Regions from separate parts of the Sus scrofa genome. Here region 1 is linked to region 2. Evidence: chromatin contacts called from public HiChIP or PLAC-seq data. All regions are on one chromosome and are shown on one strand. Each heading gives the region's core, a stretch centred on a gene start, on an enhancer-like site or on the middle of the called end of the contact. The rest is flanking DNA. Distances are from core to core; before and after follow the strand shown.

Evidence for each region. HiChIP or PLAC-seq counts read pairs in DNA pulled down with a chosen protein or histone mark.
Region 1: a contact with region 2 is called in an H3K27ac HiChIP or PLAC-seq map of skeletal muscle. The contact joins two enhancer-like sites. A contact is called at or near these places in 14 of 47 Hi-C or Micro-C datasets (adipocytes, alveolar macrophages, embryonic fibroblasts and 9 more) and 1 of 2 datasets of contacts at active chromatin or transcription factors (skeletal muscle).

What each region holds. Positions count from the first base shown.
Region 1 is chr5:91,617,217-91,624,670 of Sscrofa11.1, reverse strand. No RefSeq gene overlaps it. Among named protein-coding and RNA genes, the nearest start is that of DCN, 58 kb to the left of the region's middle. Within about 2 kb of position 4,335, at least 11 of the 83 cell types and tissues checked have an H3K27ac peak or open chromatin away from gene starts, as enhancers often do. A contact at or near this core is called in skeletal muscle and subcutaneous adipose tissue, where this site is marked.
Region 2 is chr5:91,561,594-91,568,679 of Sscrofa11.1, reverse strand. It overlaps LOC102159901 (a long non-coding RNA gene), which reads right to left. Exons shown (of 5, transcript XR_002344335.1): 5 at 6,781-7,086. Among named protein-coding and RNA genes, the nearest start is that of DCN, 110 kb to the left of the region's middle. Within about 2 kb of position 3,564, at least 17 of the 83 cell types and tissues checked have an H3K27ac peak or open chromatin away from gene starts, as enhancers often do. A contact at or near this core is called in skeletal muscle and subcutaneous adipose tissue, where this site is marked.

The DNA of each region.
Region 1 (7,454 bases), core at 3,086-5,585, 55 kb before region 2:
TTGGGTAGCCAGTAAACTCTGTAAAAATGTTTTAACCTTTGCAGTCCACAGTCTCTGTTGCAACTAGTCAACTATTTGCACTTCATGCAACTTTCACTTACCATGGATTTATTCTTTTGATTTTTAAATTTCAAGTGGTTAAAAATGGAAAAATTATTCTTAGGCAGTAGGCTATACAAAACTAGGCTGAGGCTGGATTTGTCCATGGGTTGTAGTTTGCTGACCTCTGATTGGTACACTGGTTAGAAAATTGAATCTTGAAGTTAGCCAGTCCTGAGCAGAACTAAAATTCTATCATGTGTTGTGCAGCCTTTGGCAAAGTACCAACCCTCTCAGTATCTCCATTTTTATTGGCACAATTTCTATATAATAACATAATGATTAAGTACAGTTAAGTTCTTATTGTGTACTCATTAAAGTAGCTCCATTATTGGGGCTATAACTTTTTCAAGTAGAGAAGTAAACCTGCCTCACCCTGCTTCAACCTCTATGTAAACAAACAATAGTCAACTATTCTCATTGGTAAAATAACATTTGCCAAACTTGAAGCTTCTTTGTGTCATTCTCTTTCCTGCTTCGAACAATGCTGATTCCTCCAGCTTTAATTTTGAGGTGTTTTTCTTCCAATTCCTTACTCATGTTCTGAAATTATTTTAAATACTCTGAAATGATTCATAATCCTCTGAAACTCTGACACCAAGAATGGACTGAATTTTAAGACTAAGTATGCAGCCATGTTCAAAGTCTTTGCATAACCACATGAAACATTTCCAGAACTGCTGGTTGGGATTTTCTGAAAATTTAAGCGTCATATCCAGTGTTTTTTTTACAGAAAGAATATTTTATGCAGCAGTATTTTCTATTTTTATATGAATTCAAAATCCTGTTGATACTTCAAAGGATATCCTGTTTGATTTCTTACTTCAACTAGTTACCTCAGTAGTAAGAATTGTCTTTTTACCTTTATTTCCTCTTTATTTTTAAAACTATATCTATAAATTATCTTTGCAAGGATATCTCAGATTGTACTTACATAATAACAGCTACCTTCTCCTACCCTCCGGCAGCCACAATGTCTAACATGTACTAATCTTTTCTTTGTCTCTATAATTTTGTCAAGTCAAGAATGTTATGTAAATGGAATCATACAATATGTAACTTTTTCTCATTTCCTTTTATTGAGTATAATTCCTGTGAGATTTATCTGAGTTATGGTGTGGTGTAGCATGTTGCTTTTTTATTGCTAGATAGAGTTCCAAGGTATGGATGTACCACAGTTTATCCATATGGTTGAAGAACATCTAAATTGTTTCTAATTTTGAGCTATTATGAATAAAGCTACTGTGAACATTTATATATAGGTTTTTTGTGAACATTACTTCTCATTTCTCTAGGATATGTGCCCAAGAATTCAACTGCTGAGTTATAAAATAACTGCATGTTTAGTTTTATAAGAAATTGCTAAATGTTCTCCATAGTAGCTGTATCACTTCACATTCCCACCAGCAACATATGAGTGATCAACTTTCCTCTCAGCCTATCAGCATTTGACTTTTCTCACTATTTTCTAATTTTAGCCATTTTGATACTTGCATAGTAATATCTCATTGTAGTTTTAAATTTAATTTCTCTAATAGCTCGTGATATTGAATATTTTTCATGTGCTTATTTGCTATCTGTAATATCATCATCAATTATGAATTCAATTTCTTTAATGGTTATAGGACTATTCAAATGATCAATTTCATTTTTTGATGAGTTTTGTACTTTTTTTGGCTTATAATAAATTGGTCCATTTACAATCTAAGTTGAATTTATGACCATAAGTTATTCATAGTATTCCTTTCTTATTTTTTTATTGGCTATAGGAACAGTAGTTACATCCCATATATGTGTAATTTGTTTCTTATTTTTATTAATCCTGCTAGAAATCCATCAATTTTATTTTCAAAGAAGCAACTTTTTTGTTTCATTGTTTTTCTCTATTATTTTCTGATTTTCAATATCACTGATTTCTTCTCTTTTCCTCATTACTTTTTGACTGCTTTGCATTTATTTAACTCTTAGATTTCTAATTTTTTGAGTTTATAATTTAGATGATTTGAGAGCTTTGTATTTTTTTAACATAAATATTTTGTGCTGTAAATTTTTATCTCAGAACAGTTTTATCTGCATCACACATATCCTAACACTTCTATCACATCACATAATTATCATTTCTTTTTTGTGATGAGAACATTTAAGATCTAGTCTCTGGGCATCTTTGAAATATATAATACAGGGAGTTCCCATCATGGCACAGTGGTTAACGAATCCGACTAGGAACCATGAGGTTGCGGGTTCGGTTCCTGCCCTTGCTCAGTGGGTTAATGATCTGGCGTTGCCGTGAGCTGTGGTGTAGGTTGCAGACGCGGCTCGGATCCCACGTTGCTATGGCTCTGGCATAGGCCGGCGGCTACAGCTCCGATTCGACCCCTAGCCTGGGAACCTCCATATGCCGCGGGAGCGGCCCAAAGAAATAGCAACAAGACAAAAAAAAAAACAAAAAACAAACTGAAATATATAATACAATACTGTTGACTGTAATCACAACACTGTACAATAGAGCTCCAGAAGAATGTGATCTTGAAAATTCTTCTTTTACTACTGCAAATATCTTCCTCAGAAACTGAAGACAAAATTAAAAAAATATGATGTATTACACACAGCTAGTGACAAAACACACAAATCTGGCATTGTTCAAAAGTATCAAATTTTGGAGTACCCTTCATGGTTCAGTGGTTAAGGAACCCAACTAGGATCTATGAAGATGCGGGTTCGATCCCTGGCCTTGCTCAGTGGATTAAGGATCTGTCATTGCCATGAGCTGTGGTGTAGGTTGCAGATGTGGCTCAGATCCTGCCTTGCTGTGGCGCAGGCCAGTGGCTACAGCTCCAATTTGCCCCCTAGCCTAGGAACTTCCTTATGCCATGGAGGGCCTGAAAAAGAAAAAAATTTAAAAATTTAAGAAAATAAAAGTATCAAATTTTAACCAGTCAGTCTCTAGGAATCCAAGCAAATGCTGAAGAATTAAATCCTATGTATGTATTTTATGAAAATTGCACAGCATTTCATAATAGACAAAGTTGTCCTGATGTTTTGTGCTAAGTAAATACTGAGTAATAGTAGTCATACTAGGGCATATATCAAAGCAATCACTAACAAAGTTGTGAATGGAACCTGGTTTATCTAACTTTTGGACTCCGTTTAATAGACTCATTCACCTTATATATATGTAAGTCTACTTTACCATCTCATTACAGAGACTTCTATTAAATTTCAAACGAGAAGGCTCTTTTCTTAGTTTGGGCCTTGGGGTTCCACAGCCACTAAAAGCTTATAACTAAAGGAAACTTAAGCGCATTCTTCCTAGTAGTGCTATTATCTAATGAATCACAGCTGATTTTGTTGGCTGAATAGTCTCAGAAGAAAGTTTTATAATGTGTCCAGGGTTCAATAATTGCTGATTCAGTACATCTTTATATAATAGGAAAATAAGAAAACTCTGCAGTAAGCATGTTGAACAAGGTTTTAATTAAAAGCAGTCCTACAGCTGGCAGCAGACTCTGTCCTGTGTTTTTATAAAATTCTTCAAAATATTTTAATCTCTACCTTTACTTATTATTAGGGTAGTTACATTTTTCTGACTGATAGGAATAAGAATCATTTTCAGCTCATATAATTAATAGAGTAACACATTTACTTATATAGTATAGTCAGCCAGCAATGGGTGTGTGTATGAAATAAAAAGCCCACCCCTATCTCCCTAGTGTATGACCTCAACTTTGGAGAAGATAATAGAAATGGCTTATGTAAGAGATTAGTTCCTGATGTTTATGGAATTAAAATCCACAGAATGTGCCCTTTGTTTAAAGGCAGAGATGGGAGCTTGCTCTTGTAGTCAGTGCCTTATTTACATGTACACATGTGTCATGTTTTTAAATATGTCCTCAAGTATAAATTCTATTAGTAGATTCCAGCTTCCATCTCATTGTTGTCTTAGGACATTTTCTTTCTCATCTTCCCTTACTATTTATGGCAAGTGGAAATCTGACATTATAAAGAAGAGGCTGATGCAAAAAGTCTGAAGCTTTTTCAATTTTCAAAAAGAAAGCAATATGTCTGCAGTTTTGTAAACTATGTTCAGTGTCCTCAGTTCTCCACTGACTTTGATAAATTACTTTAAAGGGATTTGTTATAAAGAAACAAATCCCCAGGATATATATTTCTCTCATTGCCTCATCTCTTTATTTTTCACATGATTGTCCTGGGAATCTCTGAGAACATCTGGGAGAGCTCTGATTACAAAATCTGAAGTGTTTTGAGCACAGAGCAGTTTGTAATTCTGATTTTCTTTGTTTGTAATGCTGAATCTTGTGTTTCCACCCCTTCTTCACTCTTTTTAAATAGATACCATGTTCCAAGATCTCTTATAAATGGGTTAAGTAAACTTGAGGTCCATGGAGTTAGGATTTCTCATCACTTAAGGGAAATCTGATATAACAGTTTTCATTATATCTCAATTGATATCATGTAGGGTGAGGCAATTTCATATAAAGAGGGACAAGGGATATACTACAGGGATCTCAGGTTGCAAAACCAGTTTCTTAATCTCAGTATTATAGCACCAGATGTAGCTGCTGTAGGAATTGGTTCATACACGTATTAGGACCTTTTACTCAAAATGTCGACTTTAAATTCACTGAAGTTAGAGACTGGATTACATTTTATTTCTGTATGTACCCCCAGTGTTTAACACCGAGACTAGCACACAATATTCAGTAACTGCTTCTTGAATTGAGTTTGTATTATACAACTGATAAACAAGTAAGAAAACAGATTAACCGATGAATAATTATGTTTTAGATTGTGGGTTCCATTACCATTTTAAAGATATTTAGTAAAATTCAAAGAATCGAAAGGTAAATTGATAGGCATAATTTTTAAGAATCTGTTTTTGTCTATTATATGTGATACTACCATTATCAGCTTGATATGCTGCAGCCTTATGTTGAATAGTATAATACTCATCATAACTATCAGTTACTTGGTTTTGTTCTGTGTTGAGGATTTTACAACCATTATTTAAGAACTTCAAAACAAGCTATAAGTTCTTATTATTTCATTATGTAAGAAAATAATTAAAAATGAAATTTTTAAATAATTTTCCCCAAACTTTATGACTGAGAATTGAATTCAGATATACTTGACTGTAAATCCTGAATTCTTAACCATTTAGTGATGGAACTAGCACTGGATTAAGAATAAGATCAAATTTTATACTAAGCTTTGATAATAGCTCTGTGTCACCTTGGGCAAGTGATTTAAAATTCTTTGACCTCTTGCTCATTCTGGAAATGAAAATAGAGTGAGCTAATGTATAAAGTCCTTTTTCATTTTAAATGTAATTATCCAGTAATCACAGATAGTTGTTCATTTCAGTCACTCTTACTTCTTCTATACCAAGGACAGCAGAGGTGTGACCAGAGCAATGAGGCACAGCTATCCTGTGCACACTCACTCGTGAATATAGACACAATAAGTAAATTAGAATAAAGTCATTTTTTATTCTAGAGGAAAATAAAATCAATTTAAGGTAGGAAGGAACCTAAAAATACATCCAATTAATGGCCTTGATTTTTCAAATTACGAAATTATTTGTCAGAGACTGTACTACATCCAAAGTCTTAGCATAACATTCTCTATACTATAGTATGATGTTGATTTCACTTGTGAAGATCTTAAAATTCAGAAGTAAAAATCGAAGCATAAATGGTGGAATACAAAATCATGAAAAACACTGAGAAATCTGCATCCAAAACAAATCAGTTCATCTGTTCATTCAGTCAAAAACATTCACTGACAAGCTCTCTGACTCAGGACTGCCTACATAAGGCATGATACCTGACAACCTGCTCAGTGGAAGAGCAGATAAGTAAATAGACTGATACAAAAATGATTGCAAATTATATGATAGAAGAAAGCACAGACTTCGCCAAGATAGCACATTTTACCCAACATTAGGTGGGTTAAAGCACTGATCTTCAGTTTTTGTACACATTTACCCTCTAAAAAAAGATTTTTCAAAATCATGTATTTGCTTGCCTGTTTTAAGCTGAGATCAAAAATTTTTCATCAGCAATGTATATAATTCTAAAGGATTTATTTATAACATATTATAAATATTGATTTTTAAAAATAAAACCAAGCCTCTCTTAAATATATCCAATAAAATTTAAATTGAAAAGCAATATATCACCACCACCATACATTAAAGTGTATATAAATAAGCTCTGGGTTGGAAGTTGGAAATTTTCCATCATTCCTTTTAATCTTTGAACCCATATTTCCATTTCAATTCTTCTATTGAAGTTTTTCAAATATAATATACTTACATGTAAAAATACTTATTTTCCTAATATTTCTACAACAAAAATATTTATATAGATTAATAAATTTTAAATATACTTCTAATGTAGAGTGTTATATATAACATAATTTATGATTATGTAATCTAATTAAATTTAGGCAAAATAATTTATGTTAAGAGTACAAATGAATTATATACATTTTAATTGACAGATATGTTTTCAATTTCTGGTAACCTTATGTCTCTAATTGCTAAAATATTTGTCTAGCATTATCATTTTAATGTTTATTACTGCCAAGTGATAAAACAACAGAATGTGACTAATTTAGTGAGATGGGTAAGAATCACTTAGTATTCCATGTATTTGTCCTTGAATATTAGCTATTACTTGAATAAAGCAGGCTACAATATTAATTTTAATTCTAAATTTAAAAATTCATTTTTTTAAAAAGATCACATTTATAAATCCTTTTTATATAAATACATATATATATAATAGTTTCTTCTGTGAACAGAAGAAACTTTTTAGAGCAAAAGTACAAATTAAAAAAAAATTTTCCATTTATATTCCAAAAATCAAATAATGATTTACCAATAAATATTTTTAATGAACCAAAATCTCAAATATGCACTTCTTTAATTTTGTTGAAGATAAATAAATAAAAACTATCTGACATTAAATGAATTTGTTATCAATAGTCACTTACATTCTTAATTTCTGAAATGTGTACCTATAAAGCCTAATCAAATCTGATAAAATTACTTTTTATTTTGTTTGCCACTCCTTCATTTAGAGACATATATTAAGCCACAATTAGGCAAAACGGGGGACAAAATTCCATAAAATTAGAAGTTTCACATTTTAGTATTTTTCCACTCTCAGTTCAATGTTGATTGGGTCAAAATGCCATTAAAAAGGCATGAGGCAAAAAAACCAAGCAGGAGGAATAACTCTCCCAGACGTAAGGCAATATTACAAAACTACAGTAACCAAGGTTTGTACTGGTACAGAAACAGACATACAGACTAATGGAACGGAGTAGAG
Region 2 (7,086 bases), core at 2,315-4,814:
TTCCCTTTGTGATTTCTTTGGACGTGAAAAGGAAATGCTCTGCAAAAGATGATCTTGGAAAAATATATTAATATGCTCGCCGTTGTCAAAGCAGCAAGTTGTGTAGTACACTAAATTTATGGCAATTTTAAAAAGTCATTTTCAAAATGGAATTTATAGTATGTTTCTCTCCCAGGATGAAAAAGATGGAATCCCTATATAAGCATGTCCAATTTAGTATAATTTGGGGATCATGTTGCATATCTATTGTTAAGTATTAACATAATATTTTTGTATTCTTTCCTCCTAGTGTGAACCAAAAATGCTTGATATGAAAATATTTTCCCTTACAAGAGGAGGATTGACCCCAAAAAGACAAAAAAAAAAAAAAAAGAGGAGGATTGATCTTGTAACCACATATTTAAATGATTCTATTTCTCTGGCATGGATTTTTTAATTAAAATTCCCTGATTAGAAAGTATATATTACAAGGTCAAATAAGACTATATCATTAAAAAGTTTATTTAAGAAAACTTCCGGAGTTCCCATTGTGGCTGAGTGGTTAACGAATCCAGCTAGGAACCATGACGTTGCTGGTTTGATCCCTGGCCTCACTCAGTGGGTTAAGGATCCGGAGTTGCCATGAGCTGTGTGTAGGTCGCAGACGCAGCTCGGATCTGGCATTACTGTGGCTCTGGCATAGGCTGATGGCTACAGCTCTGATTAGACCCCTAGCCTGGGAACCTCCATATGCCGTGGATGCGGCCCTAGAAAAGACAAAAAAAAAAAAAAAAGAAGAAGAAGAAAAGAAAACTTCCTTTAAACATTCACACTAAATGACTTGCTTCCTTGTATTTTTCAGTTAAGTGCTCTTTGATAATTGTTTTTGGACCAACCAAGGAGAAAGAGAATAGTCACTAGGTTTTGAACAAAACTGCTGTCTCTGCCTTCCATCTACAAACACAAAGTTTATAAAAACATTAAGTTCTGACATGTTTAAAATAGTTTATATTCTTTGAAAGAGAAAAATGTGTGTATATAATTGGTAGGAATAAAAAAATGTACACACCATCTTTTCAAGGATTTGGAGAAGTCACATGGGTAAGGCAGTAGGTTTTGGAATACAGACCTGGTATTAGATCAACCCTTTCCCACTAACCAGCTCTGTGACTTAGAGTAAGTTACTTAAACTCTCTGAGCCTTGTTTCTCAAATTATCAAATGAAGATGATAGCACCTTAAGCTTCTCATTATAAAATAATAACATAATACACGAAAAAGTGCACACTAGAGTATTGTGCCTAATACATTGTAAGTAATTAAGAAAATATTGGCTGCTTAATATGTATTACATGAGTCAAGTCCACTTAAGAACTGATTTCAAGACCTCCCAAGGGAGGGAGAAATATGTTATTCTGCACCTCCATTTCTACTTTAATAAAAAATAGACATACTAAGAGCCATCTGGAAGAGATATTATAAAGGCCAAATATTTCTACTATAGGATCCATTCACTCAATAGAAACCAGTTTAGGTACGGTTATTCCATGCAAAGGAGATTGCATTTTGTTTGGATTTGTTTTCTTTCTGGATAAAAACTGCATTTTGTTTGGAAGCCAATAAAGGATTTCAGCAGTAAACTGGCACGATATGCTTAAAATAATTATTTGGCTGCCATATGTAGAAATTTTTGAAGGAGAGCAAGATTAGAAATAAGAAGATCACTTAGGAAGTTATCCCAATGACTGAGGCAAATATAGTGGTAGTCCCAGGAAGGGACTTGGACTCCACAGATGGAGCAGACAGAATGTATTGATAATTAGATATCAGGAAAAGGAAAGCATGAACACTCTAGGATAATTCTTGATTTTTAGCTTGATCATTGTAATAGATGGCAGTGCAATTTCATAAAATGGTGATGACAGAGAGAGAAGCAGGTTGAAGAAGAAATGAACCAAGCATTCTCAGTTGGCCATGTTAAGGCTGAGAGGCTTACTAAGTATCAAAAGGGAGATGTCCAGGAGGCAGATGAACGTACAGGTATAACATTAAGGAGAGAGGACAATTTAGTAATAAAAATATGAGTCATCTGTGGATCATTGGCATATGTTACTTAATTAGATGAGTTTAACAAGTAAGAATAGAAGCAGGAAGAGAAGTCCAAACATTCCCACATTTCTTTTTCTTTTTAGTGCACCTGTGGCATATGGAAGTCCCGGAGCTAGAGGTTGAATTGTAGCTGCAGCTGCCAGCCTACGCCACAGCCATAGCAATGCAGGAGCCACATCTGCGACCTACACCACAGTCACAGCAACACTAAATCCAAACCGTGTCTGTGACCTACACCACAGCTCATGGCAATGCCGATCCTTCACCACTGAGCAAGGCCGGGACCGAACACTCATCCTCTTGGATACTTGTTAGGTTCTTAACTGGCTGGACACAATGGGAACTCCAAAACATTCCCACATTTAAAGGCTGAATAGACAAGAACAAGCTAGCAAAGGAAAGTGAGAGGAAAACAGAATAGCATGTAGTGTCAGAGAAACCTAGAAAGGAAAATGATTCTCAAAAGAGATAATGTATGACAGTGTCAAGTGCTGCTGAAAGAGCAATATATGAGATAGCCCATGTGAAAGCATCTAGAGCACTTCCTGACACATAGTAGGTACTTAATAAATGCTATTCCTTCCGCTCCCAGTTTCCTTCCAAGAGGTAGAAAGGCACAGTGGCTACAAGGGTAGGCCTAGGAACTAATCTGCCTCAGTTCAAATCTTTCCTCTGCCATCCTATAGCTGTATAACCTAACACAAGTCATTTGACCTCTCAGTAGTTTGGTCCTATATTTTAAAGCAAGGGCAATGACAGTGCCTACTTCATAGAGACACAGCTAATACATTGCTACTATCGATCAATAAAGTTAATTACTATTTTCTTTCCTATTTACTTTTTTCCATGTTATATATTTTCAAAAATTATCCAGTAAGAAATATGAATTACTTTTTATTTCCACAATGAATACTTGGCTGAGGGACAATAATTAATTCTACTTTCATAACCAGTGAGACAATGAACAAAGCCCACCTTTTCTTCTCACACTGTGCACATATCTTCTGCCTTTAAAGAAGAATTTTTATTGATTGGGGTCCTGACTATGTGTGGGCCCAGTAAAAGGAGCAAACAGGGTTGGCAGGGCACCCAGAGACTAAAAACTGTGGGAGGTTGTTTCCACCCACAAGACCAAAAGGACAAGAGGAAGAAACAGTGTTGCCAGAGGTCATGAAGAGTTGGAATTGCAAGAGTGGTTTCCCCCTGGGGAAGAAAAATACAATTATTACCAGGGACCAGGTGCTGATATAAGGAGGGAGAAGGGGCAAAATGTACAACTTTCTCTTTTCACCTTCATATCTTAATACACGGGGACCCATGGGGTGATTCTAAGCAGAAGCCAGCTGGCAAGGGAGCCCAGGTGAGGTGGTCTTCAGAAATTGTCCCAGAAGGGGTACAGAAGCATGGGGCATAGACTAAGGCAAAGAGAGAACAACCTAGCATACTCTGCTATTCTCTAGTGTGGGTTCCCAGCCAAGTCCCAGTAAATGATACTCAAATAAAAGTGATCCACCCTGTCTCAATATCCTCCTCCCATGCTGGTAGCCAAAACCATCAGCTTCTAAGTAGCATTTCACGTCAACCAGGTTTTCACAACAGTCAAACCATATGGGTTCTCCTTAACACTTTGCTTCTAATTTTAAGAACTACGAACACACACACACACACACACACACACATGCACACATCAGTTGAAAGACTGCTTGTAAGTTATAAAAATGAAAAACTTATCTAAACTTTTCTGAAATATAAGCCAAAAATTTTGTTTGTTTCAAAGATTTGGACAGAATTCCTTGACTTGACTACATCCCACAAGAATGCCTTCATTCCTGGTTTGAACTGGAAACTTCTAAACAGTTGACACCAAGGATTTTAAAAAATAAACAGATGGGCATGTCTCCATGACTTCATTTTGTGTCGAGAATATAAATATTCAGAGAGATAAATGACAATGTCTGTATTTTTCAATGTTTGTAAATAAAAGAATCTGCCAATGTTATTTTATCCATCCATCCATTGACTGCTTGTTGATACTCGTTTATGGCTGTGGTAGGAAATTCCTTAATCATTACTCATTTGAGCTAATTTAGAGTTTTTTTTAATATAAAGGAAAGAAAATTAAAAAAAAAAAAAAAACAGGCTCAGAGGTCAAGATACCTTAAAATGTGGGATTAGTGAAATTTGTCATAATCATGACAAGATAAATGAAAAATCCTTTTCAATGAAATAACTTTTCTTTATAAAGACACCCCCCCTTTTTTTTTCATTTTACAGGCAAAAAAAAAAAAAAAAAAAAAAAAGTATTTGGCATAAAAGTACTGGATTTTAGCCAGAGGAGAGTTTGTTCAGAACTTTGTCCCTCCTTTAATCTGGGCAAGTTCAAGCTACAGTAAAATTATAGTTTTCAGTATCCCTTGTATTGCTAACAAGTTCTTGTTGAGAAGGAACCTCAGAAGATGGTGACTCAACACTTAAATTTGAGACAAGGCAGCATAAAAATCTTTGCTGTGTAAGTAATATCAGAAAAGCAGTTTGCTACCTTTCTTGGTATCACATTTGAGATGAACAGACCTTAACCCATAGATCCAAAATTCACCATCCTCCCAGTTAAAGACACCTTACAAAATAATGGAAACTATTCACTTTCACATGATAAGCTGGTATGCACTACACTGACATTTTCAAACAAGGTTAATCCTTACACAGTTCTTTTGTTTGAATGGACACTCTACTGTCCTGTAATAGATGGTAACTCTAAATTTTATTTTGCCAAACATAATCAGAAAGAAGTTCTTCATGACAAATCAATAAGTAGTTATTACAGATTCATTGTACAGTGGGTACAAAGGCATGTAGTCAAATTAACAAATGCAAATAATTTGTTAATGTGTTCCTTTTCCCTATTTCTTAGGGGGGATTTTTGGTTGTTGTTGTTCAAGAGTAGTTTGTCCAAATTATTTTTTCTGCAGTGTAATTTGATTAAAGCCTATCTTTAGGAGAAGTATTATGATTTCCAGTTGGACCTCTGCTCATGTCAAAGATGTATAATAAATAGCTCATGCCCTTTTGTACCTAACATTTTCCCTGTCAAGAGTAGAGCCGTATAGAAGATAAAAGTAATGAAGGAAAGAATGCTGTGATGACAGCCAACAGTTGCCATAAGTATTCGTAGAGTAATGGGAGCCCAAATATTCAGCGAGTGTCAAGGTTTGAGCTGATACACAGCAAGATTTTGGATTGGCATATGCACATTGTGTCATATGGAATGACTGGCCAATGGGGACTTGCTGTATAGCACAGGAAACTACCCAATATTCTGTGACAGCCTATAAGAATCTGAAAAAGAATGGAAGTGTGTATATGCATAACTGAATTGCTTTGTTGCGGAGAAGACATGATCACATTATAAATTAACTATACTTCAATAAAACTATAAAAAATGAAACAAAAAGATAAAAGCACCAATCCACTAAAAAAAAAAAAAGGAAAAGACAATATATTTTAAAGTTTCAAAAAAAGGGAGATTGAGTTAGCTGATGTATAGCCTATATAAGTAACTTTTCTTTGGAAGCAAGCCTATAGAGTATTGGTCTGGCTATTTCACATTTCTAAAATATTTTAAGAGTAACAACTCAGATTTGGAATTTTGTTGTAAACAAAATTTTTCTTTTAATACTAAGAGCTACATATCTCAAAGTGATCAAGGTACACACTTTTTAAAAAATGTCAAATGGGCTGGTTAAGACGTGCTGTGGCTATGCGAGAAGCACGTGTACTGGAAGCTTGACTGGGAAGAAGTCAGCTCTATGCTCTCTCACATGATGGAGAGATTCCCAGGCCACAGAACAAATTCACATGATTGCAGCACAAATGCCCTTTTATGTATGTATCCAATTTCCGGGTGTGGATTATTAAAGAATATCATGGCATTATCTAATGCCATGTAATATAAACTGGAATATATTTTAATGGTACAAATTCACTCTTCAACTAAATTATTGGGATTTTCCCTTATTTTTGTGGCTACTATCAGAGTATATTTATTTTGCAAAATATCCAGCTCTGGTCTTCTGGCAGAGTTATATAAATCCTCAATAACAAATTTTATCTTTGACTAAAAGTTTATTTTCCAAAATTACTTTCACTAGTGCTAACACATTCTAGAAAACAAGTTTTGTTTTGTTTTTTTCTTTTTAGGGTCACACCTGCAGCATACGGAGTTTTCCAGGATAGGGGTTCAATTTGAGCTACAGCTGCCGACCTACACCATAGCCATAGCAACTTGGGATCCAAGCTGCGACTGCGACCTACAGCTCACAGCAACACTGGATCTTTAACCCACTAAGCAAGGACAAGGATGGAACCCGCCACCTCATGTCTTCTAGTCAGATTCATTATCGCTGTGCCACAACGGGAAATCCTAGAAAATAAGTTTTTGAGTTACAGTGCCACACAATCTATAGGAAAATACATGTATTAGCTACTGTTTCTTTTTAGGTCTGCATATGTGGCATATGGAAGTTCCCAGATTGAACTGGAGTTGCAGCTACCAGCCTACACCACAGCCACAGCAATGCAGGATATGAACCATGTCTGTGACCAACACCTCAGCTCATGGCAATGCCAGATCCTTAACCCACTGAGCGGCGCCAGGAATGGAACCCACCTCCTCATGGATACTAGTCAGGTTTGTTACTGCTGAGCCAAAACAGGAACTCCTACTATGTTTTTCTTACCAGACTCTTTTAAAAGAAAACTGAGAAAAATAAAATACAAGCAATAAAAATTTTTATTATGTTTTTTCCATTTAATCTTTCAGATGAGAACATTGGATTCCAAAATGATAAAGTCATTTGCTCAAAGCCACATAGCTAGGGAGTGTCTGCTCTGAAAAAATGAATTTCATTACGCTGGGCAGCATATATATTATTCAACGTATGAATATAGTTTTGTTATTGTAAGAAAAGTGTATTAAAAATGCATGAACAGTATTGTTGGT